Regions from separate parts of the Rattus norvegicus genome. Here region 2 is linked to region 1. A link is a contact called in public Hi-C data. All regions are on one chromosome and are shown on one strand. The core of a region is the stretch at or near the end of the contact, and the rest is flanking DNA. Distances in the headings are between cores, read along the strand shown.

Evidence for each region. A called contact is a pair of places that touch in the nucleus more often than the background predicts.
Region 2: a contact with region 1 is called in a Hi-C map of Schwann cells, with 8 times the contacts expected there. The contact joins two enhancer-like sites. A contact is called at or near these places in 9 of 12 Hi-C or Micro-C datasets (the Rat2 cell line, Schwann cells, frontal cortex and 4 more) and 1 of 1 datasets of contacts at active chromatin or transcription factors (oligodendrocytes).

What each region holds. Positions count from the first base shown.
Region 1 is chr16:73,183,909-73,187,195 of GRCr8, forward strand. Letm2 (leucine zipper and EF-hand containing transmembrane protein 2) reads left to right here. Exons shown (of 10, transcript NM_001012158.1): 6 at 1-18; 7 at 1,128-1,247. Among named protein-coding and RNA genes, the nearest start is that of Letm2, 14 kb to the left of the region's middle. Within about 2 kb of position 1,348, at least 18 of the 93 cell types and tissues checked have an H3K27ac peak or open chromatin away from gene starts, as enhancers often do. A contact at or near this core is called in Schwann cells, where this site is marked.
Region 2 is chr16:73,486,049-73,489,407 of GRCr8, forward strand. No RefSeq gene overlaps it. Among named protein-coding and RNA genes, the nearest start is that of Tacc1, 60 kb to the right of the region's middle. Within about 2 kb of position 1,538, at least 27 of the 93 cell types and tissues checked have an H3K27ac peak or open chromatin away from gene starts, as enhancers often do. A contact at or near this core is called in Schwann cells, where this site is marked.

The sequences.
Region 1 (3,287 bases), core at 98-2,597:
ATAAAAGCAGATGATGAAGTAAGAGCATAACCGCAGCAGTGGGCACCAGGGAGGCCCCGGAGGGCACCTTAGCTAACTGCGTAGTTTTCTGTCGGGTCTGCCATACGGTCATCCAGCAAAGTGAATGGCTCGAGAAACCATTCCTATGACTGCTTCAAACTTTACTATTCATTTCTGTGTTCGTTTGTTGTATCTTGCGAAGGTCATTGTAAGCAGCCAGCAATCTGGATGTATTAGCTGGGTATAATCTACTTAGGACCTGCCAGGAAGGAAACACCAGCTCAGTAGATTCTTGGCAGCACCCCATCACACACAGGCGCGCGCACACACACACACGCACACACAGAGTTCTCCTACAGAGGAACTAGTGCCAAAGTAAAAGATTCTGCTGGGTGAGTTGGTCTGGTGAAAAGAAGGTGGCAGAACACAATGCTAGGAGGAAAACCAGGGTCTGGCCATTTTGTGGAAGCCACCATTTGGACTCTAACTACTAATTAGGCTCCTTTAAAACTTGGAAAAGACTTTCCTGAATGTCAGCCAGCTGCTGCAGTATTCCACTTAGAGAAGCAAGCTTTCCAAAACAAAGAAGACATAAACACAGTGGCCCTATTCAGATTGTGGATGTTGCTTTTAGAAGTGTGGTATGAACAATACTGGTCCCAGAAGAACCATAGTTTCTTCACACCATGTAGAAATTGTCATTTATCAATGGTCTTGTAGACCAGAGAACCCAGGCTGTTCCTGGGGAGGGAGTATGGGAAACAGCACTAAGACACTCAGCCAACGGGGTCAGGAAGCTTTTCAAAACAGATTGGTTTGTTTTCTAACAAGCCCTAAAAACTGAAAGGAACAGTAGATGTTACAACTAGACAAAATCCAAACCAAGATAGGAAATACTTTAGTGACAAGACTCTGGGAGCAGCTCTGTGACTATGGTTTATTGCCATCTGTTAGAGGTATCCCTTCATTTCCACTGCTCCCTCCCTAAGTAGCCGGTTTACAGCAATCCGTACAGGGCCAGAGGGCCAGAGCATCAGATTTGGGGTTTCTATCAATTTTGCTGGAATCTAGGGATTAAGTCAAACTGAAATCCAAAGATCTAATACTGTCCCCTACACTCGTTGCAGGTCATTGCCAAAGAAGGGGTGAAGGCTTTAAGTGTGTCAGAACTTCAGGCTGCGTGTCGGGCCCGGGGGATGAGGTCGCTGGGCCTCACTGAAGAACAACTGCGCCAGCAGCTCACAGAGGCAAGCAGCCCTCCTCACTGAGACTTTCTCCCTGGGACTCACAGACCTCTTGTGGGGACTTCTCCTTTGCAAGTTGTGAGTCAGCCTTCCACGGCTGTGACAAAATGAGTCTGAAGGAGGGAGGTTTGTTTTGGCTCATGGCTCCCATGCCTTCAGCCAGTGGTTGCCTGGTCCTCGTTCTCTGGTTCTATGCCAGAGAGTATTGTGCACAGCAGAGAAGTCTTCTTCATTTTATGGTGTCCAAGAGGTAAAGAAGAGAGAGCACACCTTTAGTCCCAGCGCTTGGGAGACGCAGGCAGGCAGATCTGTGAGCTTGAGGTCAGCCTGGTCTACACAGTGAGTTCCAGGCTGGCTAGGGTTACAAAGCGAGACCCTGGATTTTGTGTTTTAAAAAAGGGAAGAAACAGGAGACAAGACTCCAAATTCCCTTCAATGGTCCAACCTCTTCCCAGCAGGCCTCACACTTCCCAATAGAACCATAGGCTGGTGAACATGTTTTTAACACATGGAACTTGGAAGAACATTTAAAGTCCAAAGAACCAGGCCACCACTCAGACCTCGCCTTATTTCATGGAGCAGCTAGTCACACCCTGAAGAGGGACCCAGTCTTCTGCAGTGCTGCCACAAACTACCCTGATGGCGAATGATCACAGTGGCAGCCATTTAGCAGCCAAAGGTCACAAGTGCTGGCTGGAGGCCTTCCTGGAGTCCCCAGGGAGTACTCTGTTCCCAAACTCCCCCAGCTTGTTGGCTGAGCCAAGTTTTCTACAGCCGTAGAAAGGAGGATGTTCTTGTTTCCTCACTGGCTGCCGGCCCGCCTGTCCTCACTCGGCTCCAGGAGCCACCTGTATTTCCCTCTTGGCTCCTGCTTCTATCTGCCAAGTTTGCCCTCCGTTCTCAGGCCTCAGACCTTGGACCTCTGGTTTGGGCCTCCAGGTCTTGTGACTAGGTAAAGCTCACCTTGATCTATCTCAGAGTAGACTGACGTGGGACCTCAATTCCATCTGTAAAATCCCTTCATAAAGCATCTAGACCGGCGGTTCTCAACCTTCCTAAAGCTGCGGTCCTTGAATACAGTTCCTCAAGCTGTGGTGACCCCCAACTATAAAATTATTTTTGTTGCTACTTCATAACTTTTTTGCTACTGTTATGAATTGTAGTGTAAATATTTATCTTCTGATGATTTTAAGTGACCCCCTATGAATGGGTCATTTGACCCCAAAGGGGTTGTGACCCACAAGTTGAGAACTGCTGATCTAGATTAATGCCTGAATGACCGGGAGGTGTGTATATCATCGGGTGGATCTTCGAGTCTGATTTAGAATTTGGCGACAACAAAGTAGGGTCTTGGCAGAAAGTCTCACACGCAGGCTATCATTGCCAGGCTCTGCTGACAGATCTCGCCTCAGAGCCCACATTGGCTACTTTTCCTCTTGTGCTCCAAGTCAGCATGCGGTACTGGCTTTGGTGGTGGATGTCTGCAGCCCCATCAGGGAGCACACTGTATTCTAACAGCAGCAGCAGTGCAGTGGAAAACCAAGAATTAGCTCCTTTAGGTTCTCATTGCTATCAGTGTAAAAACTTCTGTATCGTGTTAAGATTATTTGGGGCAAAGGGCCAGTGCTGTCACTTGAAAACTGTGTGAGGGAGCCATTGTCCTCTTAGCACAGTGCTCTAGCTAACTGGAAGATGGACGTTTATAGAGGGCGTCCCAGGGATGAGAGGCTGAGGCAGGCTTGCCATGGAAACCAGACCAGCTTAGGCAATATAGTGAGATTTGGGATAGCATGGGCTTCAGAGTGAGGCTTTGTCTCGAAAAAATTAAAAGCTATTAAAAATGGTAAACATTGGGCTGAAGAGATGGCTGAGTGGTTAAGAGGCTGACTGCTCTTCCAGAGGTCCTGAGTTCAAATCCCAGTAACCACATGGTGGCTCACAACCATCTGTGATGAGATCTGATGCCCTCTTCTGGTGTGTCTGAAGACAGCGACAGTTTACTTACATATATAATAAAAAAAACCAAACACACATGCCTCGGCA
Region 2 (3,359 bases), core at 288-2,787, 300 kb after region 1:
CAGAGCATTCTGACTCTGGGAAACGACTGCGTCCCCTTGCGGGAGTTGGGGGGTGGAGGGGGGTGAGAGGGGTTAGAGAGGTGGGGGAAACGGGGTGGGGGTGGGGGCAGGGGTGAGGGGTGGCTGCCACCACTATGCTCTACGTGATGACTGTCAGTTATTAAGCCTGTCTGGCTGAGGGGGAAGCCAAAGAAGAAAACAACAATAAAAGGGAGATAAATGACTCCTGAGAAATAGGAACTAGGCAGACTGTGGGCGGTGGGAGTGGAGGTGGGGAGGTGGATCCCCTGAACTGGCTTAGAGTTTATAGGCAGGAGGTTAAAGACCACGTAATTCACAAACGATTACCATTTGGAAATGATAAAACAAGTAAAAACTATCCCTGGAAGGAAAGTTTACAGGATAGAAACCGTGATAGCCTGTGCAGAACATTCCCGAATTCTGTCTTGGGTCTGGGGTGTGCTCATTTCCAGCTCGGGTTCTGGGGTTGTGGGGGCCACAGGAATCTCTCCCTTACATCACTGGATGATGGTTCTCCACCCATCCTAACGTTCAAAGGGAGGAGGGACGAGTCCTGGCACATCCTTAGGGCGAGGCTGCTGTGCTCCGAAAAGCATCCCCCTCCTCATCTTTCTAGTCCAAAACGCCCACCGCGCAGAGGCTGAAAAGGTCTCAACTTCCCGAAAGATGTTAAGCAAAGAGTTCCCGACTTTCCAGAAACACGGAACTTATGGGGGGTCTATGGAACTGGCATCCCAATCTTGGTGTGGCTGAAATGTCTCCGGTGTTTTTGAAACCCTGCTCTTGGACCGGAGGGTCATTCAGGTCCTCAGAATCCAATTGCCGACAGCTCAGATGCGGGCGGTTGGCGCCCTCTTGAGGAAGAAATGCTCACTCGCCCAGCGGGCTGGAAAGCTAGGTCCTGTGGGCCTCTGCATCCCAGTGCCCAGGGGAGAGCCCCGGCTTTGCTTGACGAGTCTGGTTTCAGTTCCAGCTGGTCTGCTGGTTCCCAGTGACTAACGAGGCACCTCTGCGTCAGCGCTGTGCAGGAGCTCTCAGGACTTCTCAAGGGAGTAAGCAGTGAGCAAGCGCAAAGGCACGGGTCAGTTGCAGCCCTGACATTTTATGCTCGCAAGTATCTGATCATTGCCAAAAGGCCCCTATGAATAGGGCAAAAAACCCGTGGTGGGTATGGGAGCGGTGCATAATACACAATGTCATGTCTACCGTACCTCCTGCCTGCGGTCCGGACACTCGAGCCGGGAGCCAGAGCCCTAGTTTGAAACCCTGCTTTAAAACAAACCCTAAATGAGATACAGTGTAATTCCAGGATGAGTTGGCTGCTTTGAACAACACAGAAAGCGGCAGGATGCAGACAATTGGGGGAGGTGGGCACACTCTCGGGTGTTCAGAGTAGGCTAGGAAGGTCTTGCAGCAAAGAAGTCCTAAGCGAGAGGAGAGGCATGACCTTACTGAGAGTTACCTTTGGCCAAGGCAATAGAGGCCACACCCTGGGCCGTGGGAATCAGAGGCTCGTGTTTACTCATCTTGTTCAGACTCCAAGCAGATGCTTCTCTACCACCTCATCTGCATGCGTCACTGTTGTGGGCTGTGGTCTGCCAAAGTTGAGACAAACACAGGGTCACATGGCTGACGCGCTTGGGTAAGAGGACAAACAGATTAATGCACCCAGGGCTTCTGCTCAGATAACATCTGTGCGGTGGGCTGAACGAAGAATAGAGTCCGGAAGTCTGGACATCCCCTGTGTTTGCTCTCTGCAGATGCTCGGGGGTTAAAGCAGTATCTGCAACCACGCACATAGAATGAGGAACGTTTGGTGGTGTTAACCTTAAACAATTTACCTCTCCAAGGCTTGAAACTGGCCAGTCCCTTATCTTAATAGCCATCTGGATGGGCAGAGGTGGTCTATGCAGACTTTTGGTCCCATCCCTGGGGAGGCAGAGGCAGGTGAACGTCTGAGTTTGAGGCTAGCCTGGTCTACAGAGTAAGTTCCAGGACTGCACAGAGAAACCCTGTCTCCAAAACCTAAAACCAAAACTAAAGTCAAACCAAAACCAACGAAACAACCCCCCAACGGCCAGATGGGAACCGACGCTAAAGCTGAAAACATTTAAGGGTTATAGCTTAAAGTAGTATATATTTAGCATAAATGAGGCCCAGGCTCAGTCGTTAGGAAAAACAAACGGGCAAACAAACAAAAACACAAGTAAAAAAAAAAAACTGTTTTATGTAATTTAGTTGAATTCTCAAGCAGTTTCTTCTAATGTAATTTAGCTGAATCCTCAAATGGTTTTTCAAGTAATTATAAAAATTCACACCACACATTTGAATATGAATTTATGTAATTATAAATAATTTTGAGTACTTGAGTAAAAGTAACTTTTCTTGAAAGCATACGTTAAAAAAATCTTAACTTCTAATTTATGGCTGTCATATTTTAAGTGATAATGTGCTTAAGTTCTGTACACATTGAGACAGTGACATTTAAAAACCTTTATAGCTCACCTTAATAGAACATAAGTTACTTGATGGTGACTGTAGTAGTGATTTTCTTTAACTCAAAGTATCTCTGTGCAATCAATGTATACTTTGTTATAAATAATGCATGTTTCTGTTTGATTACTTGTTCACGTTTCAGTAACAAGAACCCAGACCACTCAGACGGGCACAGTGGTAATTGAATTCAGTTGTCCTATTTTACTCACATGTGTTTAGCACAGACTCTTCAGTTTTGTCATTAGGAAGAATTTGTCATGGTAGGAACAGAGGACATATTTTATGTAACAATTTTTAGTGTGCTTTTGGCTTGAGTTCCCAGAGACGTGGTATACATGACCAATCTGTACCATCAGTCAAGGTCCCTGTGAGGGGAACATTTGAGAGGCAAAGCAAGGATTATATTTGAAGACACAGAAGTAGCAAGGTACTGGGCATGGTTGAGCGTCAGAAAGGGACCTAACAGACGAGCCTAGAGGGCATAGGCAGGTCTAACCACCATGGGGCATTTGAAGGATCCTACACTAACACTGGGAAGTTGTTGGAGTTTGGACTACAGAACGTGCGTTGTTCTGGCGGCTGGATGACGGGGAGCAAGAACAGAAATTGGCCCATTGGGAGCATCTTGCTTTGGCACTGATGAAATACCAGGCACGGTCTGCTTCCTTTGAATTTTGTCAGCAGAGGTGATGATGAGCCTTCATCTGAGAAAAGGAGTTGACAGGGCTCGCTAGTGGATTGAGTGTCCGTGACAGGGAAAGGAAAGACTGCTTTCTGTGCTGTTGGTTTACATGACCGAGTTTGCAGCCATCCCCAGCATCTGTGGTATTGTTTCTAGGAAT